Regions from separate parts of the Mus musculus genome. Here regions 1, 2, 4, 5, 6 and 7 are each linked to region 3. A link is a contact called in public HiChIP or PLAC-seq and promoter capture Hi-C data. All regions are on one chromosome and are shown on one strand. The core of a region is the stretch at or near the end of the contact, and the rest is flanking DNA. Distances in the headings are between cores, read along the strand shown.

Region 1 (3,391 bases), core at 154-2,653, 2.0 Mb before region 3:
TCCACAGGTCCTGGGTGGATGAGTTTCCTTAGACCCACAGTTTAAAGGGTCTGCACTGAAGCTAGGCCTCTCCTGCTAGTCCTGACACCATCAAGGCCACGCTTTGGAAGAGTCAGGAATGGAGAGTTCAGAGTCCACAGTGCAGACATGGAGGTACTTTAACCACGCCTCCCACGCACTTTGTGTAACCTAACCAAGTGTGAGGATATGCGCCTTTCCCCTTCAGTCTAAAGTAAAATGTCCAGGGGTTGGTTCATTTCAGGCAAGTTAATGCTCTAGTAGATTGATGCTGAGAGTGACATTCTGGGCTCTTATGGGAAAACTGACATCTTCCCTCAGCTGTCCGGTGATGTAATGTTTAAACTATTATTGCATTAGAAAGATGCTAGCTAGATGGAGCTGATTTAAGCTGCAGGTTAAACACGCATATTAAGAGATCATGACATCAAAAAACGCATCCATCGGGATTTAGTTTAAGGCTGACCTCCTTTTGGGTGACAAAATCCTTTTCAGGTAATCATGAGACATTATCCTAAGTTTTAAAGTTTGTCCACTCCGTTCTAGAACCTGCCACCTCGCTTGGAATGCTATTTTCTGCCTCTCACGTGGGACTTTTGTTACTCTCTCACGGAAATTCAGACTACACATAATTTCTAACAACGGAACCCAAACACCATGAGGGGAAGATTCATTCTCCTGACTCTCTGAAGCACTGCGACGTTTGAGGTCCTAAAACAGACGGGAACAAGGTCACAGGCTTTCACCCCATCCTAGAGGACGGAGCATAGCTGAGGCCTGTGGACTGCGCAGTACACGTTCGAGTAATTTTTTTTTTCTTTTTGCACCCATCCTGCTTTGACGCACTGCAACTCAATAACAGGTGACAGTGGTGGCTCTGAGATCCCAAGGCCACAGGGACCCGGGGAACGGGAGGCGCAGAGGTGGCACACAGATCTGACGCCCAAACCTGGCCTCCTCCAGCCGCCGCCCCCCTCCCCCGAGCCTGTGCAATCTGTTCCAGGTGACATACAGGACAGTCCTCCCGCGACGGGACGCCGCACGCTCCCGCCGGCGTCTCTGCGGGCTCCGGGGACCCTAGGCACGCTGCAGCCGCCCCGCTCACTCCGCCCGCAGAGACACCCAGGTCGGGATCTGACCCGCAGCAGCTCGCAGCCCGCGGCTGGGCCCGGACTGGACGGGACGGGGCGGGGCCGGGACGGGGGCGGGGCGGTGACGCAGCCGCGCGCGGGCGGGCGAGCGAGCGGGAGAGCGGGCGGGCGGGCGCTCGGCGGCTGCTGAGGTGCGGAGGCCGCCGCGCCGAGCCGCTCCGCTCCGCTCGGGCTGTTCCGGGAGTCGGGCGGGGAGCGCGGGCCGAGACCCAGCGGACCGGACGACCTCGCCTTCGTCACTTCCTGCCGGCCCGCGGTTTCCGGAGGGAACGAGAAGCCAGGTTTTGTTATTGGTTTTTCTTCCTTCCCTCTGTGCGGGATCGGAGCCCGACGCCGCGGCGGCACCGCGTGCCGCGTGTGGCGGGAGCCGAGCGCAGCGCGGTGCAGCGCGGCGGTGCGTCTCTCCGCGCGCCGCGGCCCGGGTCGGCGCGGGCGGGAAGCGGCGGGCTCAGGCCGGAGGGCGCCGAGGCTCCTCCGCGGTGGGGCGGTCTCGGGGTGTCTGCGCGTGCTCCCGGGACGAAGCTGGCTGGCTGGGTTCTCGGTCTCCTCATCTTCCCGGCTGTGAGGCCGAGGCGACTGCTCTCTCGCATCTTTGCTTGAATGGCTAGGGTGTTTTTAAAAGAAAAAGAACAAAAAAGAAAAACACCATTTGCGTGGGGGGACTTGAATAAGGTTACGTTTTCCAGGGTGAGGCAGGTGGTGATCGTTAATGAGTGAGTGCAGTTTCGCCATTAAACCGATCAGTCGGTCCCCCCAGGTTAGTGCGGCCATGCAAATAAAGCGGCCCATTGTCCACGTGCTTAAGGGCTTAGCAATTCCAGCAGGGCAAGTTCTCCGGGATCATCTGACTTCTTGTTACCATTCTTGCTCGCAGTGTAGCGGTTCTCTTGAGTTGGCGTGCAGAGATAAGAGCAAATAATTAGACTGTAACTTTTCACAAGTTGTCTTGCCTATTACAAACTCACCTTCCCTTAGGATCAGTAACATGTTTTTGTAGTATCAGTGTATGTGCGTTTACGTATATTATACACACAATCATTTATATAATTTTTAAACCATTTAGTTTGAGTTTAAAGTTAGAGAATTAGAAAGAGTAGTACACGTGGTGTTTGCTGCCTGTTTGCCGGGACAGTGCCAGATGTTCATAGATGTTTTATATCAGTTCATTCTCAAGGGGAACTTCTTACATAGGCGTAGATTGTTCAGTTTCTCAATACTTAAGTTTGATTAGCTCGCACCACTATGTAGAACGTTGGCTTTAAATAGTTGTTTCTCTTCTGAAAATAAGGGTGCTGATCACAGAATAACTTAGCAAATTAGTGTGGCTTTAGAAAGAAGTTCATAGAAGTGTGTTTAGTCCATTTGGGTGTATAAGAGTTTTAAAAGCCTTGTGGCTCTTTTCTTACTCCTAAGTGCCCATTATATAACATGGTCAGAAGTTGATCTAGATAGGGTGGGCACCAGGCAAAGGTACAGAGCCGTTACTCAAATTTGGGGTCCTTTGTATTTCTTACTACACTTCCTAACTGAAGGCAAACAAACATGTGAAATGATTTTTTTAACACCAAACTAAGAAAATTAAACAAAAACAAGCTGTAGGCTGTTAGATTTTTTTATTTTGCTTGACTGCCCCCCCCCCCTTTTCTCTTTTAGGTAGGGTCTCACTGTGTATCTCTGACTGGCCTGGATTTATGTAGATCAGGATATATCTCTGAACTCAAGAGACCTGCCTGCCTCTGCTTCCTGAGTGCTGGGATCAAAAGTGTCCCCTCCTACACTCAGCTAGGAGTTTTGGGGTTTCGCTGAGCATTTGAATATTAAGAATGTTAGATTTTTCTGTATTGTGCATACTTGTGCCTAACTTTTAAATTAGGATTTAAGTATTTTAAACACATATTCACTTATTATATCCAGTGTAAGATTAAACTATAAAAACACCATTTAAGGTTTAGGTAGCCATAACAGTTCAAAAGCTGATTTGTGAGGGTGATGGTAGAGAGTAGAAGTGGCTGGAAAGTTTTGACAGACTCGGGAAGGAGCTTGGAAGCTTGTACTTGTGGGTAAATTAGCATATTGGAACTTACATATCAGGTAACTCTAATGGTCAGTCACTGGGAAGAATTAAAAGTTGACAGAGCTTTGTGAGTTGACATTTACCAAAGGGTTTCTCCCTTTACTTGAGGACATGGCCTTTGGGGAGGGAGGCAAATAGAGAAGAGAAA
Region 2 (3,216 bases), core at 446-2,945, 1.7 Mb before region 3:
ATATTCTAAAGAGATACTTTTAAACATTGGATGCCAGAGAGATGGGAAATTCCCCAGAAATTTCATGTTGGGAGAGAAAAAGCTCCCAGCCAGAGGGGGAAATTGTCTTCTGGGTTACAGATTTCTAACACATTCTCAGAAAAATCTCACAGGATGACAAAACCAGGCCAGTGGTAGGCTGGACCACAGTACTGCTTAGATGTGAGTATCCTTGGCGTTCTATTTAGACCTTAACCTAATTTTAGGATCATGGAGATGGACTTGGTGGGGGGGGATCTGTCTGTCCTTCTTCCTAATGTGACCTCAGTGAATGAATCCCTTGCTTTCCACTATTAATTTGCCTATTTTAATTGGCTTATTGAGGACTCAGCTTAGGGCACAGGCCATGACCCCCAAGTTTGATAGTCACACATCACGTCTGATACTCAAGTATCCTGAGGTTAGTAAGTACTCTTTAGCGGAAACATCACAAGTACTGTGTGCTCCTGAGGCACTGTGATGAACTCATTACCCAAATCGGATAAAATAAGTCTCCCACAGTAAACAGCCGAGCTAGAGAGAGTCCTGCCAAGAATCTCAGCGTACTTACTGCCAGCCCCCTCCCCCAAATTTTTTTTGGAAGAACACAAACTTTTAACATGAGCAACGCACATCAGACACATAAGGACTAAAATAATAGGAATAAAAATTAGATCCAAAAATGAAATCAGTCCACATCACTCAGCATTATATGGCGGCACATGGAAAAGAAAGAAAGAAAGAAAGAAAGAAAGAAAGAAAGAAAGAGAGAAAGAAAGAGAAGAGAAAAACCTTGGGGTTATCAACTACCTAAAATATTTTAAATAAAGTTATTTAAAATGTTTTTTATTGCTCTCATCTTTTTAACACTGCCTGTATTCTACAACATTTATCACAATGTAATGTATTACGTGCTAGTCTAAATATTAGTAGAAATATAATTTCAAAATACTTGGAATGACAGCTTACTCCCTCATGTGTCCTTCTAAGTGGCATGGTTATTAAGGTTTTTTAAAAAGAGTCAGTTTAGCAGCTCACAGATCCCCTTTGCAGTCCTTTTTCTTACGCTCCCATTGGACAACGCCAAGGTTAGGCAGGGATCCACCCATTCACACCGGGCCAGGTCAGAAGAGGCGCCAAGAAAGCTCACCCACCTTCCTGGTGCCAGAGCCCTACCTGATTGTGCCACCGGATGACGTTTCCAAATCCCCCGGTCCCCAGGCGTTCTTTCATTTCCCAGGCTCCACATGTCTGGGTTGGGAGGGACGGTGACCAGCTCATATCGATGCCCTGCTAACTCTAGAAGCAAGCAGGGAGAGAGGACAAGTTGAGAGTAAGAAGAACACTGGAGCTCAAGAAGCAACTGGGAGCAGCAGTGGCTGCTGCCCTGCAAGGGGAGGCTAGGACACCGGTGTAGTTAACAAATAAAAGTTGCGGCGGCCGGGCCCACCGGTGGGTCCGCTCAGCATCGGGCGCGGCGCAGCCACGGACCCCGGGGAGAGGCGGAGCGCACACCCGGGTGAGCCGGTCCACGCGCCGCGAGCCGCCCTCGCGTGGGACTCACCTGCCCCGGGGGCCGCGGGGCCGCCAGCGACACCCGCTGAGGACATGAAAACTCGGGGTCCCCACGCAGCCAGCCCAGCGCCACTTCCTCAAACACTTCCTGCCCTGACGTCACGGGTACTAGACGGCTCTTAAAGGGGACGCGCGAGCCACTGGCTCTCGGAGACGCAGCCACAGCCAGCCAAGGTGCTGGACCTGGCGGCGCAGGACCTGGCGGCTTGGAGAGCTCTTCTTCACCCTGGCACTTTTTAGGCTGAGCTTGATCCGACTGGCTAGGCAGTTAATAAGGGGAGAATCTGCCGAGCCCCGACTAGTGCTGACTTAGAGGCTGTCCTAAGAATTGCCTCCCTGTCCTCCCACCGCTCCTGGTTCAGTATTAAGAATAATCAACCATCCTGATGCTCCTCAGAAAGTAACACACCACCATCCCCCTCAAAGAGGAAGGGAGGAGAGGGAAGAGTACAGAGACAAAACAAAAAACTAGCACTGTCTATCAAAAATGGAGTTTGAGCACTGGGAGCATAAAGAAATTACTAGTTATTAGGTCAAGAGGCTGGGTATTGTCTTCTCCACCAGGACACCCCACACGCCTACCAGCATCCACCCCTGCCTCTAACAAGCCAGGTTCAGCCGCTCACCTCCCATAGCCTAATTCACGATACAATTACCAATGGAAAGGAGAAAAAGAGGTTTATTCAATGTGACTACATTGGGGAAAGACAGCGATCTAATCTCTCTCACCCATACCTCTGCCGATCCAAGTCTAATTTTGGGGTCCTGCCATGAGGTTTGGGTTTAAGTGGAAGGCAAGTGGTATACATAACTAAGTAGTCATGCTCAATATATGTTCTGGTCCACCATCGTTGTCTAGGCTCCAGTTTCTCCTATGATGTGGCGTTTGTCAGACGGTGTGAAATCTCTGCTCCTCTGAAGGTGGCACAGTGGCTCCAGGCTTCTGACATTTACTGGCTTTTTAGATCCGAACCCAGCAGCGGACAGCGACCAGCAAGGCTAACAAAGTCTCCCTGGATTGAAAGCCAAAGATCTTTGTGGGATAACCTGGGGACTCTAAGCGTTTGAACTCAAGAATAGAGCAAATAAAGAACTTCTCACTCTTTTATTATTAAAGCAAGCAAAACATGAGATGATGTTTACAGAGAGCTTAAGCAAATACAAGAACAGCAAGTGAAAAAACACTTGGTATTATGTCTTATCATCCTTGCACCTGTGGGAAAAAGCCAAGAATATTCCTCCCAGGACCCCACCCTTCCCACAGAGAGAACGTGGACATCCCAAGCCATACCCTTCATGTCGCCCCTTTTGAGAGCATCCACTTTTTATGGGGTTTGCAATTATTTCTAGAAGGCCACTTGTGGAAGAACATTCTGCACTCTGCCCCAACCACAGCTCACGGGACAGTCACAGCTTTCTTACACGGGTTCCCACGTGGCCTCAGATGATGTTCCTGGGGGAGATTACAGTTTCTCGGGGTCTGTTATGTCGGCAGTTTAAAAGTCAGAAAGAGGAGCTCAGGAGACTCTTTAGCCTCCATTCCAGTCAGGACAACTGCAATAACCTTGTAGTTATTTCACTTCCTATTTTGAGGTAAAAGATTCCTGTACTTGACACAAATAC
Region 3 (3,526 bases), core at 199-2,698:
CAGCATAAAGCTACTCTGGAAGATTTAGAGTCAACCCCTAGAAAAGTTTACAATGATCAAAATTTACCATCCTATATTTTTCCCTTGGGGACGGATCACCACAGAGCAAAGAGAAGCTAAGTTGATAATAATTTATTAGGGCTATGTATCACTTACAATGCATAATAAATAATTTTAAAAAACCCACAGCATCCTTCTAAAATCCCCCATATTCATTTCCTAATGCTTACTACAGTGTCTGGAGGACATTTAATTAGATTAGATTTTAGCATTAGTCAGAGAGTTTTAAAAAGCACATTCGAAAGTTGTTCACAGTCCTTCGGATTTATGAAGGGCCCCATTATTTCAGCTTTGTGCAAACCATTTTGAAGTGTGTACAAATCCTGTAGAAACATAGCCCATGCTGTGGGGTTTTACTGGGCTGGGCCAGGCATCCAGTTCTTTGACTTTAACAGCAGGGGGTGCACTGTCTTAGCCATTGTATTCAATGCAAGCAGACAATTACTGATCTCTAAAAATCTTGACCAATAAACAGCACGGAGATTTAGCCACATTTTTAAACATTCAGATTTAAAAAAAAAAACACACAAAACTTCAGTAAACCACTTATGCTTCATATTCCTTCTCTTCCCTCCCTCCCCACTTCAATATTTAAAAAAAGAAAAAAGGAAGAAAAGAAAAAAGAAAACAAAATAATAAACCGAACAACAAGAACAAAAACCAAGTTAGGTTTGAGTTTAGTCTTAGGGCCTTGCCAACGGCCCTGGGTGCGTGCACTCAGTCCCCACAAACGCAGTGTTCTGGTCAGTGCCTCCATCCTCTCAGGCTATGTCCTTTCCTGCTGTGAGAGTTCTCAACGCCTGCTGAAGGCACTTGGCTCCCAGTGGGACAGCTCAGGGCTGCAATGAGTTGCAAGTCTGTGTAGCTGGTGAGTTATGTATGTCCCTTTCCATCCTCGGGGTCCTGTCGGAGGAAGCTCTCAAGCCTTTTCGCGGGACACTGCCCGTGCCAGAGCTGGCAGGCTCACTGGGTCTTTAAAGGTCCATTGGTGGATACGCTCTTGCCCAGCCTGCTGTGCTCAGTGTACCTTGATGGAATATTTCCGCAGTTTGAGAAACTGAAGAAGCTTGTCTTTTGTCCTCTTCTTCAGGGCCATGAGGGCTCGAGTTTTCTCCTCCAAATCTTGGTCGATGGCAAAAATGATCTTGGCCCGCTCCTCTGCCTTCTTGTCTCCGGAGTTCCTGAAGAGCCTCTGCAGGGACTCCTGGTCTATGTTCTCAAAGATGTTGCCCACAGCTTTCTTGCGAGCGGCTGTGTCGAAGTGGTAGCCGTGGATGGACGGGCTTACTCGAAGAGACGAGGACATGCTGGTGGCTTGATGGCTTGGCTTGGCTTTCATCGATGTGGGTCTTCCACGGCTCAGCTTGGGCACTTCCAGGGGAGTCTGTTGTAAAAATCGTCCCAGGACGGCTATTTAAAGGGTGAACAAAGCTCGGGACTCAAATTACACTGGTGACGTCACATTGATCCCAGGGAGGAAAAAACCACAGAACATTAACAGTTGCCTTGCCAAAGATCTGGCTCCGGATGCTAGAATGCATTTCAAAGCTTGTTTAGAGATAGCTGGCTACAAGCTTGCCTCTTTACACCTCAGACGGCATTGTGCCTTACAAACTGGCTCTTCCTTCCAGAAGCCGAAATCAGGAGAGAGAGAGAAAAGAAAAGGCTCCAAATCTTTGCCTACGATTGAAACAAGGAGTTCTGCCAAGCTCAACAGAGTTTCAATTAGTACAAAAGTTTTAAAGTGTGGGCCAGACCCTGGCAGCCTAGGTCTGTGTGCCTTTTGCCTGTCCCTATCAGGGTGAGGGTGAGGAAGTCAGAAGAAAAAAAAAAATGCTTGGGAGGACAGGAAGTCTGACTCTGGAGCTAAAGTTTACTGACATGGCTCAGCCCGAAAGCACAAATCTCAAACTGTACCTGAGTGCTGTATGTAATTTCTGCTGGGAACTGCAATTTAAACAGTAATAGCGGCAGATGGTAGCTCCCCAGCTTGTGTAAGTATTGACAGCAACAACTATTCAAAAGCAAGGAGCAAAGGTTAATGGTGGTGCTGTGGGTACTTAATGCCCACAAGGAATGAGCTGATCTTTTGTTTTGAGGGCTACTTTGGAGTCACTCAGCATTATCAGAATGCTGCTATCTTCATTACACGCTTTTAATCTATTACTTTTGCTATCCACAAGACTCAGATACGTACAGCTGTTCTATGCTAAATGTCACCTTCCTCTGACCTAGAGATTCCTCTTTATGATTCAAATCTCTACTCTCCTTTCTGGTCCTCCAAGAAACTAGAATGGACTTTTAATGTTATTTCACTTATAGTCAAGAAAATCACACACCTATAACCCCATCTGTCTTAGAAGGCTGAGGCAGGCTAGCAAGCTGCAGGACAGACTGAACTACACAGGAATGAATGCCCTGTCTCAGAATTAAATTAAATGAATAAAATAGAAATAAAATCATTTATTTTACCTTAATAAAGTTTATGTCTCACTAGGAGAAAGGAGTGAGACATTTTTGCATATGTCAAAACCTTTTGCATTTTTCAAAACCTTTTGTTTTGAAGGCTACTTTGGAATCACTCAGCATAATCAGAATGATGCTATCTTCAACTTTTAATTTATTACTTGAAGATATGACTATTATGTGAAATTACAGTGTCTTCCTATTACCTGAAAGAAATGTTCACTGTGGATAAGTATGCGCCAGAGTTGCTCAAGCACATAACGGGCAGGGAACTTCTACAAAATCCCAGGAGATGTCCAAGCCAGAGGGCCCCAGCTCAACTGTCACCCTCATCACCGACGACTGTAGTGGCCGTCACCCAGGAGATACAGATAGCTCAGGGGAGGGGCAAGTTAGTTGGGAGACCTTCAATATGAGCTGGTAAGATCCTAGCTGTTCTAGCAATGGGGGGTCTAGTGCACTTGTGAGCATCTGTGGTGTTGGCTGAGATCATCTTCTTCCAATGCCTATTTCCTACCCTTTGCGGGCAGGGATGCTTTCTGAAGATTCACCTCCTCCCAAGCTGAGCCCGTTCAACTCTGTCCTCTCACCAGAGCTGAGACCGCTTATCCTGCATTCTCTACCCTGGCAACACTCTCTACCCAGCACCCAGGGCATTGTTCTTGGGGCCACCCCAATAACTTTTTGAATTTAAAAAAAAATTTAAAGAATGACTTATTTTATGCATATGAATACACTGTAGCTGTCTTCAGACACACCAGAAGAGGGCATCAGATCCCATTATAGATGGTTTATAGATGGTTGTGAGCCACCATGTGGTTGCTGGGAATTGAACTCAGGTCCTCTGGAAGAGCAGTCAGTGCTCTTAACCACTGAGCCGTCTCTCCAGCCCTATTTGTTTTTATTTTATGAGCATTTGGTGTTTACCAATTTTACCTGCTTGTGCGTCTTTGTGATGGTATTAGATCCCCTAGAACAGGAGGTATAGACAGTGATGAGC
Region 4 (3,323 bases), core at 253-2,752, 1.2 Mb after region 3:
AATGCCACTCTAAAACTGTCTCATCTATTTTCCTCTATCATGTATTTCCAAAATTACTCAGCTTACATTCTAAAGCAGTTCAAATTAAAATATGTTCTTCCTTGAAATGTATTGAAAACTCAGCAAGGTTTTCTGTACTAAGCCAATCTTTTTGTTTTGTTGGTTACTTCCTTTATTTATTTATGTATATTTTTGAGACGGTCTTGATATGTAGCCCAGGCTGGCCTTGAACTCAGAGACCAGCCTGCCTCTGTCTCCTGAGTGCTGGGACTAAACGCATTTGTCACCACGTCTTTTACAACACATGTTTTTCATATAGATGCATGAGTTTATATACATTTTTTTTTGTGGGAAACTCCAAGCCTTACCTTGTCCAGAAAATAGCTAAGAATGAATTATAACTGTAGAAGGCCATGTTTATTTTTTTTGTTTCAACTAACCAACACAGAGACCTAGGCAAAAGAAGCAAACAATTTAGTATTTTAAAAAGGAATCAATTAAACATGAGAATTTAGGTGGTTTTTTTTTTTTTTTAAGAAAAACTAAGGCAAAGAGAGAGATTTGCATATTCAAGGTGTAAAATTTCCTTCAAGTTCATTTACAAAAGCCTCAGTATTTTCTTAGCTCTGGATTTGAAAATGGTACTTTTTCGATCCAAACACACAGAAATGGGTTCTAAGAAGATGATCCTGAAGACGATGTGGCCTCCAAAGGCTTTTTTTTTTTTAATTTTTTAAATTTCTGGTCAATAGTGTCTAATAATCTGCTGCGACGGTTAAAAGGAGAAAGACATCTTTATCTGTAACCAGAAAATACAAGTAGAAAGTAAGCACCCTGGATTCATTTACCACCAACCCAAAAGTCTAAAAGTTCTCACTAATTTCATGTGGGAACAGCGAAGACATAATGGTATCTACTAAAGGCTCAAGCGCAGATGCAGAATCTCCAGAGTCCGAACTAAGCTCTGTACCTTTAACTAAAACCGTTCTCCACCCCGAGCCGCTTCTCAGCTACTGGCATAACACTGCGATCTCGCAATCGTGCCGGAAGGAGGTTCCCCAGGCCCTCAACCCCACCCTATGGAAACCTCAGCTAAAAAGTAAACATCGCGAACCGGGCACAGCACCTCGGAAACCAGCCCCACCGCGGACAGCGCTCCTCCGGAGGGAGGCCGGGCCTGTTGCGGAGGCTCCCCAGCCCTTGGCCCCGGGGCTACGGGCCACTCCCAGGCAGTCTGCCCGGCGTTTCGGGGGAACCCCACGCCCAGCGCTGCGGGGTTACCTCTGCACCCCGCGCTCGCCGCACCGGTGCAAAAGGCGCCCTCGGCTCTCGGCCGGTAGTCTCCGCGGAAAGTGGGGAGGACTGCGGTGGGTCTGGGGATTGTTGGAGTGGGGTCAGGTACACCGTAGGGGAGAATGTCCAAAGTTTAGGGGAGAGATCGGGGTTGACGGGAGACGCCGAGGGAGCCCTTGTCCGCTGCGAGGTGACTAAGGCCCCAACCCTACCTTCCCAATTCCTCCCCGCCCCCACGCTAAAGGGGCCGGAAGCCCAGTCTCCATGGTTCCACCTCCTGCGCCTCGCCCTGTGACGTCACTCCGAGTGACGCCACTACCATCCAATGAGCTCTCAAATCCTGGGACTGGCTCGCGTCCTTCACGGCAGCCGCGCGGAAGGCAACAAGGTCCCCCGCACGAGCCCGCGAAGTCACTTCTGGGTCGGAGTTAGTTGAGGCAGCGTCTGTACTACAGGACCAAAGCTGCGTCCCCCCCCCCCCCCTGCCTGCCCACATTCTGTAGTCTAGCCAACTCCTCGAGAACTCCTTGAATGGAGGCCCTACCAGAGTAAGGTCTGATAGTAGCCTTTGTAACCCAAATTGGAGTCACTGATGACATCACTTTGATGATTCCGTTCCTCACCCTTTAGTCTCCGAAACTGCCTAGAGGTCTTGGGTTGGCGAAGGAGGTTGTGAGGTCCTGGTGGCAGAGGGGCAGCACTGAGAAAAAAAAAAAAAAAAAAAAAAAAAACCTTTCTTCTGCGGGGTCGAAGGCTGGAATGCTTCTGAAATCTTCATACGGAATTTGATTTTTCTCTTTAAAAAATGGTTTCATGTTGTCGCTTATCATTAGTTGTGTAGAAATCTCAACATTCAAAAATATATTCTAGAGTACTTGTTAAATAAGATAGGCATTGTGGGTTTGAGGACGTTTACGTTCCTAGGGCGGGCAACTAGCCATCTTGGGAAAGTTAAAGTTCTGAAAGCATTCTTGTTCCTATTTATCTGTTTTTTTTTTTTTCAATTTCTTTTTATTTTGCGGGGTTCTTATGTAACACGGGCTGGGCTGGAACTCAATAGGTAGTAGCAGAAAGTGGTCTTGAACCCTTGAACCACCTGCCTGCCTCCCCAGTGCTTAGTTACAAGTGTGTACCACTGCAGCCATCTTTGACTCTATATTTTAGTTTGCTTGCTTATTTATTTATTTAGAGACAGGGTTTCACGATGTAGGCCTGGCTGGCCCAGAACTCGTTATGTAGACCAGGCTTGCCTTGAACTCACAGAGATTCATTTGCCTGGTCCTCTAAATTGCTCAGATTTAAATGTGTGCACCACCATGCCTGGCTCGAGCTTTCTTCAACTTTTCTGAGAACTCTGATGATAAAATTATGAGCTGTACAAAATAGAATAAGTTTTGAGGGCTGGGCATGGTAGTGCATGCCTTTTATGCCAGTACTTAATAGACAAGACTGGCAGATCTGTGTGAGCTCAAGGTCACTCTGGTCTACAAAGTGAGTTCCAAGACAGCCAGGGCTACACAGTGGGATCCTGTTTCAAAAGAACTAAAAAAGAAAAGAAAAAAAGAAATGGAGGCCGTTTTTAATCCTAAAAAAAAAAAAAAAAAAAAAAGTATATTTCAACTAACCGAATGGACTACTTAAAATAAGCAAAACTTTTCAGTTTGGCCACTAGGGGTCCCTTTGTGCATGTCAGGCAATTTTCCACTAGGGGTTCTGTTTCACAGTCTGATCATAAAGAATTGAAATTTACAAAACTTAACTCCTCCTTCCCCGCCTTGAGACAGGGTCTCACCATGTAGCCCTGGCTGGCCTGGAACTCACTGTGTAGACCAGGCTAGTCTCGAACTCACTGAGATCCTCCTGGCTCCTGATTAAAGAGCTTATTATGTCCCATAATAAAGAGATTATGTCCCATGCTAAAGCTTCCCTCTCCTTGTTTTCTCGCTCTGATAATTCCAAGCTCTACAGTAATTATTTTAATATTTGTCAAATGCAAAAACATTCTTATCATTTTACAATGAAATATCTTA
Region 5 (3,459 bases), core at 679-3,178, 1.1 Mb before region 3:
TTATGCTTATATCCACAGATTACAGATGTTCTCACCTCTGGCCAGAAAAGCTTCTCTCTGCAGTGAATGGCAGTCAGTGAAGAAACTCATAGCTGGTCATGTGACTGTTGAGTGCTGAGCTCTAAATAGGAAATGTATATCATTCCCCATCCCAACGTTTAGTGGACATCATGGAAGACAGGGCAGATAAAATGTCACAGCCACATGAGACATGCTGTGGAATTCTGTCTTCTGGATAGGACGTGGCCGCTGTGCTAATGGACTGACTGAGGCTATGTTTACCTGTCTACGATCAAGCCAGGAAGATTAATCAAACATTACATTCCTCTGCACTCAGTGGGTTACAGACACCATAAAAAGACATTAAGGTGGGAGGGACAGCAGTGTGAAATATTGCATAAAATGATCAAGATACATGGTATTCTTGTATGGATTTGCCAAAAAATAAGAAAAAGATGCTCTGCAAAAGACTCCTTGTTTAGAGAAATGGCTCAGTGGATAAGAGCCTTTGCTACATTTGCAAAGGACCTGGGGTCAATTTCCAGCACTTATGTGGCAAATCACACCCACCTATAACTCCAGTTTCCTCTTCTAGATACCATGGGTACCAGGCACACGTGTGGTATGGCATATATATGCATGCCAAACATTCAAACACATAAAATAAAAATAAATTTTTAAAAAAGATTTATTTATTTATCTCGTGTATGTGAGTACACTGTAGCTGTCTTCAGACATACCAGAAGAGGGCATCAGATACCCATTACAGATGGTTGTGAGCCACCATGTAGTTGCTGGGAATTGAACCCAGGACCTCTGGAAGAGCAGTCAGTGCTCTTAACTGCTGAGCCATATCTCCAGCCCCCAAAATAAATATTTTTAAAAGATTTATTTACTTATTATATATAAGTACACTGTAGCTGTCTTCAGACACATCAGAAGAGGGCACTGGATCCCATTATAAATGGTTGTGAGCCACCACGTGGTTGCTGGGAATTGAACTCAAAACCTCTGGAAGAGCAGCCAGAGCTCTTAACCCCTGAGCCATCTCTTCAACCCAAAATAAAAAATTTTTAAACAAATGTTCCTGTAAGATTTTTGGGAGGATAAATGGTAAAATTTCCAGGACAAGTCTTTAGTGTTGTCTAATCCTCCCTGATTAGCACATTCTGAGAGCACATTTTTTTATTCTTAAAGGGAACATCTTGCACTTGGCCTAAACCTGTCCCAGACCTTCTGTATCCCATGGAAAAGGTCTTTGTGTCTCCTCTGCTTTCAAGGAGGCCAGCTTTTATTCACTGTCCCTTTTACAGATCTTCAATCCCTCGGTGTACCAGGGATCACTTTGCAAATGTGATCATTAAAGAGCAATAGACTGCTGCTAGCCAGGAGAACGAAGGAGCTGAGCAGCATGGCCAGTTCCAAGGGAAGGAAATTTTACCTTTTACTCTGTTTTCTCCTCCCCCTGTCAAGACACCAATCCAAGCTGAAGTCAGCAGGCTCTAGCACTCCACAACCAAGGCTAAAAAAGACCTGATGCACAGGCTTGAACAAACAAGCTTACAGGCTATAGAAACTTCTGGGTTTCCCTTCTCCACATGATTGGATGAAGCCTGAGGGGATCTCAAAGGATCCTCACGCCTCCCCAGGCACCTGAAGCCAGAGCCTGGCCATTGAGACCACATGCCCAACCCGGTTTTGCCCAGCTTGTGGAGGGATTGGCATTCCAGCTAAGGCTCCTGGGTTAGCCACACCACAGTTTTGAGAAAGGAAGGTTTAAAAGAAGTGACCCCACCCTTTCCACCTCCCCACCCCCCATGAGACCATTTCCCCCTCTCCTCAACCCCACTTCAAGTCGCCAGATAACAGGAGCTGGAGAGGGCCGTGTCAAACTTCCCTGAGGCATCTGTTGTGCTCTCAAAATAATTTAGTTTCAAAGCTGAGCCCAGATGGACCGCATTTCCCTGACTTTTAGCTCGTTCCAATGTGCAGACAGTTAAGATCATAATGTTAACATTTTCTCTGTTTTATGTGCATATAAAATATTCCCAAAGAATGTGCCTTTGAATGCAAAGTTTGATCCAATTACAATTTTATAGTTTATAAAAACATAAAAAGTCTGTTTTCTGGGTGTTTGAGACCCCGAGGCCTTTACAGTCAACTTGGAAGCTTGCAGGGAGCCGTAATTGCCAGCCTGTCAAAGAGGACCCCGTGGAACTTAGAATGATGAGCCCGTGAGGGAAGCATGAGAACATTCCACGGTCTCCCGGGAGTGAAGGAGATACCGGTGCGGGGAATTGGAAACAATCCTGTGGTCTTGGATCAGATTGAAAATGATTGTTGCACTGTTTTTCTAAAGGGGGGTGGGAATAGAATAGAGAAAGGAATCTTGTAAACTTAATTTCTGTGGTCTAGAAGACACAAGGTAGCTCAGGCAGTTTTTCCGTTCATGAGACAGAGGAATGAATGGGTCTTCAGCCAAGACGTCAGACGTGCCTCTCTCCAGGGAAAACGGCAGAGAGTTCCTGGAAATGGAGGTGGGACTTTTTCCAATCACTTTCATTGTATCTCACAGATAACTTCAGCAGGGTGGGCATTGGTGCTTTCTTCGCACAAAGCCAACAAGGTTAGGGCCTGAGATCTTTTCCAGGTTTAGAATGCTAACGCCGAGCACGGAGGACAAGCCGTTGGGACACATGGACGGCTGTCGGCAGCACGTTTGGGGGTGGGGGGTGGGGAGGGTAAATGTTTATGAAGTGAAAGGAAGTCTGGAATAGAGTCCAGATTGGAGGACTTGCTTCTGCAAAAGCAAGGTGGCATGACCAGCCTGCCGCTGAATAGATCACATCTATGTGTGTGTATGAGTGGTTCGTTGAGCTAACACCCTGTCCCATGTAGAGATGTTGATGCGGTGTTTCTCTCGTTGGCTGGGAACAGTGAGCGGGTATACAGGATTGTTTTGTAAAGTCAATGTGGAATGGGTTTCCTTCCAGGGACTGTCCACCTCCAGCAGCTTTCCTGTGACATCCACATGCCGGAGGAGCAGAGCATTGTCCCCTTGCACTCACATCAGGCAGGTCCCCTAGCTCCGGAAATGTGTGATCATCTGGTGGTGATTGTTTTCATGGTACCGATTCTAGGCTACATCATTAATTAGGGGAATTCTGGCTCTCAGAACTACAGGAAAAATACAGTTCACCTTGTTACTTAATACAGGAAACATGTGAGACTCAAATAGGTCAAGGGATTTGGAGAAAATCACACAGGTTCTTGGATCAGGCCTCCTGATACTGTAATACAATCCTAGATCTATTCCATACCTTGTATGAGGAGACCCAAGAGCCTGAAGACAAATGTAGAAGGTGTCTGTGTCCATACGGCTTTCTCAGGGCTGCTGTCGCAAATGAACCTCATGACTTAAGAGGGCTGACATGTATGGGGCTATCAGCTGTGGCAGTT
Region 6 (3,118 bases), core at 300-2,799, 1.2 Mb before region 3:
ACTTTAATTCTCTCTCCCTCTCCCCTCTCTCAATGTATGTATGTATGTATGTATGCACATATGTATTCACGCAGTCATCTCTGTTCCTCTAGAGATCCCTGACTAACCCAGTCCGTATACACGTGCCACAGAGCACACAAGTGGAGGTCAGAGGACGACCACCTTCAGGGAGTCTCTCTCTCTCTGTTCACCATATGGGTTAGGGGACAGGTTATCTGGCTTGGCAGCAAACACCTTTACCCACTGAGACATCTGGTTGGCTGTCCATATTCAGGAAAGGATATACAAGTCTTCTAGGCTTTCTGCCTCCCCTAAAATTATCCAAGATGAATTAAGCACTTAAGGGGAGCCCTAGATTTGCAGCTCTGACTTCTGTTTTAAAAATGGCCATTTCTAGGGGCAGGAGAGGTGACCCAGTGCTTAAAGTACCTGACACACACGCACCAGGACCAGAATTCGGATCCCCAGAGCCCACGTGAGTGCCAGGTAGACATGGTGGCCCCTCTGAAACGTCAGCCTCAGATGTCAGGGATAGGATCTAGCCACATACTGGCTAGAAAGAGCAGGTGGACATCAAGCTCTGGTCTGACTGAGAGCCCCTGCTTCAATAAGTAAGGTAGAAGAGCAACTGAGAAAGATGAGTGTCACCAGCTTCAGGCCCCACACACACTCGTGTACCCACACAGTCAAACATCAGCTCTACATTCTTTTTTTCTTTGTTGTTTTTGTTTTTTCGAGACAAGGTTTCTCTGTGTACCTCTGGCTGTCCTGGAACTCACTCTGTAGACCAGACTGGCCTCAAACTCAGAAATCCACCTGCCTCTGCCTCCCAAGTGCTGGAACTAAAGGCGTGCGCCACCGCTGCCCAGCTTCAGCTCTACATTCTTGACATACTCCCAGCATGAGTCTACAGCAGCACCACTCCCGGCAGCCCACAGGTGGAAACAGCTCCTCAGTGGATGGATGCATACGCAATTCACCGTGCAGGCCCCACACAGAACACAGAAGTGCACGGATAATGGTTGCCATGCAGACAGGCGATGACAGCACCAAGTCAGAGAGGCCAGAGAGAAGCGTGCATGGATTGTGTATGACTCCATCCACACAAAACACTAGTTCAGACCGGTTTTGAACTAGAAATCCTCCCCAACAGTGGGACTGTAAGAGCTTCTTTTCAAGTGGTAACAAGTAGCTCTACGAGAGGCAAGAGGCGGCGGCTGTGCAACCTGAGCAAACTCAACCCACCCGGCTGGGTTTATATTCTGCTTATTTGGCCTCAATTATTTAAAAATACTTTTTAACTATGTGTGTGTGTGCATATCTGTGTCTGTGCACACAGGTGCAGGTCCCACAGAGGCCTGAAGTGACCGACAGTTATGAGTCACGGCTGTGAGTGTTGGATTTACATGTGGGTCCTCAGCAAGAAGCAGGACATGCTCTTAACCCCTGTACTCTCTCTCCAGCCCCACCTTATTCTTGTAAGGACAGTAAATACCACAGAGTTCAAAGGAGCTAAAGGAAAATGGAAACAATAAAGACTGCCGAGTGCTTGAATCCTTGGCTTGAAGCAGCAAACCAAACCACAAAAGCCTGTAAGATACCACATGAGTAAGTGCATCATATTATCATGGTATTACTCAAAGGTTGCAGTTTCAGCTGTGGAAAAGAATTCCTGAGAATTTGGTAACTATTTAAAACAGATCCTGCAACTAAAGTAGCTAGCAACTCTTTGTCTAAATATTAGTCCTGTGGCACAGATCAACTTCTAGGAGATATTGCTTCTCATCTGCTTCCATTTAACACAACCAGTTCTCTTCAGCTGTACGTTAAGTTCTGACATAGCCTCTATTTTTTTGGAAAATAATTCAAATGCTCTTTTTTTCTGTGCATTCTTTTTTTTTTTTTTCCTTTTTTCTTTTTTCCTTGAGACAGGGTTTCTCTGTGTAGCCCTGGCTGTCCTGGAACTCACTTTGTAGAACAGGCTGGCCTTGAACTCAAATCCTCCTGCCTCTGCCTCCCAAGTGCTGGGATTAAAGGCGTGTGCCACCACTGCCCGGGCTCTGTGCATTCTTTTTGCATGAATGTAAGACTCTACCTCAGATTACAGTGAGAGAGGAAAAATGAGCCCATAAGCAGCCTTATGTCCTACTACCTGTTCTGCATGTGGCAATGTCCAGTGTCTAAGCCCCACTCTGTGACACAGAAGGTAAAAGAACCATTCTTTCTGCTAATGTCCTTCTCTTCCCAGTGAGGAAACATATCACAGAAGTACAACTTACCGCAAAGATCTTTAGCAGTGTTTTCATGTAGAGCTTTCGGATACCAAAGGACACTCCAAAGATGGCAGGGACGATGATGAAAACAAGCAGCAGGGTGAAGAGGACGGTCAGGGAGATACCCAGGAGGTTGACAATCAAGCTATCAAAAGGTAGCAACAGGAACATGGTGGAGGACGCACGTCAGGCTGGTGCCCTCTTTTCCACACACAAACACGTCCTTCAGATGGTCCCTTCAGATAGCACAAGCCTTGGAAAGGCAGCCAGTCCCTCACGGGTGACAAACTCCATCTCAAAGTTCATGTCATCCAACTGCCTGAATAGAGCTCTGGCGCAGAACTGCAGAAGGGTCACAGGAGCACCCCAGAAATGCCAGGTCTCCCGGGCACAGATGACAATCTGTGGTGAGTAGGCTGGAACAGCACCTGAGTCCTGAGTGTCCGGGCAAGCGAGCGGCAAGGGGCAGCTTTCTGTTCAGCTATGTGGCTGCTTCCAAGGTTTTACTTTCCTCCTGCCCCAAAGCATTCAGCGGGTAAATTTGTCCTAAAGATCTGTATTGTCAGAAGTACCAAGAAGAGTTCGCCTTGGTGCCAGAAGAATCCTGAAACTCCAGTAGACAAGGGTAGCTGCTGGCACTTCACACCCAAGGCTGCCAAACGTCAGTATGTAGAAATTAAGTAACGTTTACTTAAAATTCCTTCATAAGCTAAAACTGAGTTCACTGTAAAGAGTTCATAGCTGGTCCCATGCTCCCTTGAGGGGGCTCCTGATGCTGGCTGACCCAGGACCCTCCTACCCAGAGAGCCCCAGCCTTTGCCAGTAGCACACAGAGGCTGGCACAG
Region 7 (3,178 bases), core at 66-2,565, 1.6 Mb before region 3:
AAAGCATTACGACTACACCTGAACTGTAAAGTGAATAAAGCACAAAACCAACAAAGTAATATCAAAGTTATGGCAGCGACTAGCAGGTGTTTTTTTCCTTTTTGGTAAAGCTATGATAAAATGAGGTGGCGGGGGGTTAACAGTCTAGGAAGGGGACATAAACCAAGTGCAAGGGTAGCAGCAATACAAGTCTCAAGCTGTTGAGCTTTAACGTCTTTCCAGGGAAGGGGTATGTGTGTGTGGGACTCAATCTCAAGAGTTTCTAGTGGACCAAAGACAAAGAAACAGGTAGCCAGTAGCGGAGAGGCTTGCCCTAGCCAAGAGTCTCTGCGGTTCAGCCATCAAACTGCACAGGGTAGGAAAAGAAGAGAAAGACCCAGGTTCCACAAGCAACCGTGCCATAATAGCTGTGTGACCTTGTCCAAGTCCTAGAAACCGAGCTCGGTGGGTGGTGTTTCTTATAAACATGTTTCCAAGGTTTAGTGACTTGCGGGCAGGGGGGTCAGTCAAGTGCCCTAGGTGGGCATCTTGTTGGCTGACAAGGAGTGTCCAACTTCGTGCCCTCTCCCCTTTCTAGCCAGACTATTCTTTGAACCACGGGGGGATGAGCAGCTGGAGTGCAGAGTGAGCAGAAAGGCGAAGGCAAAAGAAGGAACTCCTGCCACCCGCGTTCCCCCGCCCAGCCACGGAGCTCCCGAAGCCACTGTGTGTGTGTGTGTGTGTGTGTGTCCCCGACCCTGCAAGGCAGCCGCGGGTGCACGCCCCCGGGCGCTAACAAGGGCCTGGGAACCCGGGCGGACGCCGCGCGCCGGGAGCTCCGAGCTTCCTAGCTCCGAGGTTTCGGCGTCGCGCCGAAGCCGCCCCACCCAAGCGCCCGCCCGCCCGCCCGCCCGCCCGCCCGCCCGCTCCAAGTTTCCCGGGCTGTATAATCCGGGTGCACCTTCCGCCTGTGGCCTCGCCATTCTGCCCGATCGCTGCGCGTGAGAAAGGAGGAGGGGACGCCCCCAGCTGTTGGCCTCCAGCCCGGCCAACTCCCGCTTCCACCCGGGCTTCGGCCTTTTGTACCCGCCCCACGTGACCCGCCCAGCGGCTCCCTCCACCCCGCCCCCCGTGGCCCCGCCCTCCGGCCCTTCCCGGCGACGAGCCGGCTCTTCCAGCTACCGGCCGCCCCCCTCCCGCGCTCCTCCGCTCCCTCCCTCCCGCCCGCCCGCGCAGGCTGTTCCCGCTCCCTCCCCAGGCAGCCGTTCCCTCGCGACGCTCCCCTCCCCCCGCGGCTGTTCCGCCGCTTGGCCTCCCCTCCCCCCAGTCGGAGCTCACTGTCTCCAAGATGGCGGCCGTGTCAGTTTGGGGCATCTCCGCGGTCCGGCCCGGGCCCCCGGGATCCCGGCTGTCTTCCCCCCAGGTAAGGAGCCGAGGGGCCGCCCCCGGTCGCTCCCAGCTGCCGAGCCCGAGGCTAGGCCGCCCCGGAGTCTGCTTCGGCGCCTCGCGGGGACGGCGGGCCGCTTGCAGGCCCCGCCGCGGCCTGCGCCGCCTCCCCGCTGCTCTGCGCCAGGCCTCGGGCTGGGCGCCGCGGCCGCCCCCTCGCGTCCGACTCCGCGGCCCGGCCCGCGCCCGCCCTCCGGGCTCGCGCCGACGGGCCCGCCGCCGCCGCCGCCCTAGCTCCGCCGGCGGCCCACTCCGGGAGCCGGGGCTCCCTGGCGCCGAGCAGCCAGGCCGCGGAGCCTGGGGCTGCTGTGCGGGCTCGCCCGCTCTCCCTCGGGGGCGCGCCCGCCGTCCGTCCGCCCGCCCGCCCGCCGCTCCCGCCGCTCCCGGCGCCGGGCGGGCGCGCACTCCGGGCTGTGCGGAGTGCGCGGAGATCCGAGCGGGGTTGAGCGGTGCAGGGTGACAGCCTGGTGGGTGCAGTGGTCTGGAGCAGGCAGCACGTGTGGTGTTGTGTCTGTCGGACTGTCAGCCCCTAGCCGGGACGGGTGGCGGCGGGCTTGCCTGTCAAGAGCTCCGCGACTTTGGGCCGGACCTGCCCTACCTGTCAGGCTCCGTCACAGCCGGTGTCCCCCTTGCTGCTCTTCTGAGCCGACCCCTTGGAGCGAAGAGCTCGGAGGAGCTGGGGCTAGAGCTTACTATGCTCCTAACTCCACGTGATTTCATTGTTAACTTACTCTCCGGGCTGTGTTTCCATAGAATGGGACCGGCGAAGCGGTCCGCTGGCAAACTGCGGGGCTCTGCCGCTTCAAGTTTTTTTTAAAGTTCCTTGGGCTTTAAATCGAGGGCGCGCGCAGATGTGTTTTGGGTTGGGAGAGAGAGCGGGAAGGGCTTTGCGAGCCCGGCTGGTCTTTCTTTCTAGCTCGCGAGTGTACTTTCTGAGAGTTAGGGTTCAGATCTTCAGAGCGTTGGTTTGTGCAGACTCGCAGATTGGGGAAACTTCCGGCCGGAAAGACAATGTGTGACTGTCATTCATTCTTTTTCACCTGAAAACTCAGCCACATAGGGTGTTCCCACCTTCTTAGGTCTTAGTCCTGGTTACTTTAAAGTTAGTGTCTATATCAGAAACATCCCTTGGGTAATAATTCTGATGTTTGTCCTCGTAAAACCTCCACTAATATGAAGCACCCCTCCTGGGGAGGGGGGTACTTCTTTTAGTTAGCTAATTTTGAAATACATTTTGGCCCCGGGTGCTAATGCTTTTTTTCTTACTAGTACTATTTCATTCCTCATGTATTAGTCTCCCGTTTGCCTGCACACTGTTGGGAATAGTTGCTGAAGGGGTGCCCCCGCCCCTTTTTTGCTGTGTTTATATTGTACACGTGCTCCAAAACATGAGAAGTTCAAAGTTACACTTAGTTTTGGAGGAACAAGTTCAGAGGTAGTAGTATATTTGTTTTTGTTTTATTGACTAATGTACATTCTGAGATAGCAATCTCAAATTTACATTTTTATCAGATCATAGGCAGTTACTTGTTTTCTGTATTGTACGATTTTACATGTATCTGCATTTGATCCAAATGATTCTAGGCCTTTCTTATTTCTAGTTTATCTGTAGATTATGTTTGACAGTTGTCATTTCCTTCAGTGTATGGGTATTGGTGAAAGTTTGAATGAAATTCCTTACACACTTTGACACTAAGCTGTTTTCGTTTGCATTACTCTCCGTATTGTGGTGTGTGAAGCAGGTTTATTTTCT

What was found. Promoter capture Hi-C pulls out the DNA fragments that hold promoters and counts their contacts. HiChIP or PLAC-seq counts read pairs in DNA pulled down with a chosen protein or histone mark.
Region 1: a contact with region 3 is called in a promoter capture Hi-C map of liver, with 5 times the contacts expected there. The contact joins the promoter of Smim19 here to the promoter of Tcim in region 3. A contact is called at or near these places in 2 of 39 promoter capture datasets (both in liver).
Region 2: a promoter capture Hi-C map of liver shows a contact between it and region 3, with 5 times the contacts expected there. The contact joins the promoter of Ikbkb here to the promoter of Tcim in region 3. A contact is called at or near these places in 2 of 39 promoter capture datasets (liver and stem cell-derived epiblast-like cells).
Region 4: a contact with region 3 is called in a promoter capture Hi-C map of liver, with 2.8 times the contacts expected there. The contact joins the promoter of Letm2 here to the promoter of Tcim in region 3. A contact is called at or near these places in 4 of 39 promoter capture datasets (embryonic stem cells, hippocampal neurons and liver) and 1 of 115 datasets of contacts at active chromatin or transcription factors (pancreatic cancer cells).
Region 5: a contact with region 3 is called in a promoter capture Hi-C map of hippocampal neurons, with 6 times the contacts expected there. The contact joins the enhancer-like site here to the promoter of Tcim in region 3. A contact is called at or near these places in 13 of 39 promoter capture datasets (the 3T3-L1 cell line, 3T3-L1-derived adipocytes, the C10 cell line and 8 more), 4 of 115 datasets of contacts at active chromatin or transcription factors (astrocytes, differentiating embryonic stem cells, embryonic stem cells and 1 more) and 1 of 9 other capture datasets (embryonic stem cells).
Region 6: a contact with region 3 is called in an H3K27ac HiChIP or PLAC-seq map of trophoblast stem cells, with 5 times the contacts expected there. The contact joins the enhancer-like site here to the promoter of Tcim in region 3. A contact is called at or near these places in 3 of 39 promoter capture datasets (embryonic stem cells, hippocampal neurons and liver) and 3 of 115 datasets of contacts at active chromatin or transcription factors (embryonic stem cells, pancreatic cancer cells and trophoblast stem cells).
Region 7: a contact with region 3 is called in an H3K27ac HiChIP or PLAC-seq map of trophoblast stem cells, with 5 times the contacts expected there. The contact joins the promoter of Kat6a here to the promoter of Tcim in region 3. A contact is called at or near these places in 3 of 39 promoter capture datasets (hippocampal neurons and liver) and 1 of 115 datasets of contacts at active chromatin or transcription factors (trophoblast stem cells).

The regions. Positions count from the first base shown.
Region 1 is chr8:22,475,476-22,478,866 of GRCm38.p6, forward strand. Smim19 (small integral membrane protein 19) reads right to left here and starts at 1,404. Exons shown (of 4, transcript NM_001146117.1): 1 at 1,031-1,404. It overlaps Slc20a2 (solute carrier family 20, member 2), which reads left to right and starts at 1,225. Exons shown (of 11, transcript NM_011394.3): 1 at 1,225-1,450.
Region 2 is chr8:22,704,888-22,708,103 of GRCm38.p6, forward strand. It overlaps Ikbkb (inhibitor of kappaB kinase beta), which reads right to left and starts at 1,696. Exons shown (of 22, transcript NM_001159774.1): 1 at 1,583-1,696; 2 at 1,195-1,317. The coding sequence starts at 1,299.
Region 3 is chr8:24,437,498-24,441,023 of GRCm38.p6, forward strand. It overlaps Tcim (transcriptional and immune response regulator), which reads right to left and starts at 1,449. Exons shown (of 1, transcript NM_026931.3): 1 at 1-1,449. The coding sequence starts at 1,399. The coding sequence ends at 1,079.
Region 4 is chr8:25,595,994-25,599,316 of GRCm38.p6, forward strand. Letm2 (leucine zipper-EF-hand containing transmembrane protein 2) reads right to left here and starts at 1,503. Exons shown (of 11, transcript NM_001364069.1): 1 at 1,282-1,503; 2 at 369-452. The coding sequence starts at 415. D830025C05Rik (a long non-coding RNA gene) reads left to right here and starts at 490. Exons shown (of 1, transcript XR_003947362.1): 1 at 490-3,214.
Region 5 is chr8:23,312,538-23,315,996 of GRCm38.p6, forward strand. No RefSeq gene overlaps it. Among named protein-coding and RNA genes, the nearest start is that of Gm24335, 24 kb to the left of the region's middle. Within about 2 kb of position 1,929, at least 9 of the 459 cell types and tissues checked have an H3K27ac peak or open chromatin away from gene starts, as enhancers often do. A contact at or near this core is called in hippocampal neurons, where this site is marked.
Region 6 is chr8:23,188,437-23,191,554 of GRCm38.p6, forward strand. It overlaps Gpat4 (glycerol-3-phosphate acyltransferase 4), which reads right to left. Exons shown (of 13, transcript NM_018743.4): 2 at 2,280-3,118. The coding sequence starts at 2,444. Among named protein-coding and RNA genes, the nearest start is that of Gpat4, 18 kb to the right of the region's middle. Within about 2 kb of position 1,550, at least 31 of the 459 cell types and tissues checked have an H3K27ac peak or open chromatin away from gene starts, as enhancers often do. A contact at or near this core is called in embryonic stem cells, pancreatic cancer cells and trophoblast stem cells, where this site is marked.
Region 7 is chr8:22,858,231-22,861,408 of GRCm38.p6, forward strand. Kat6a (K(lysine) acetyltransferase 6A) reads left to right here and starts at 1,316. Exons shown (of 18, transcript NM_001081149.2): 1 at 1,316-1,402. Gm46036 (a long non-coding RNA gene) reads right to left here and starts at 2,209. Exons shown (of 3, transcript XR_001778526.2): 1 at 2,024-2,209.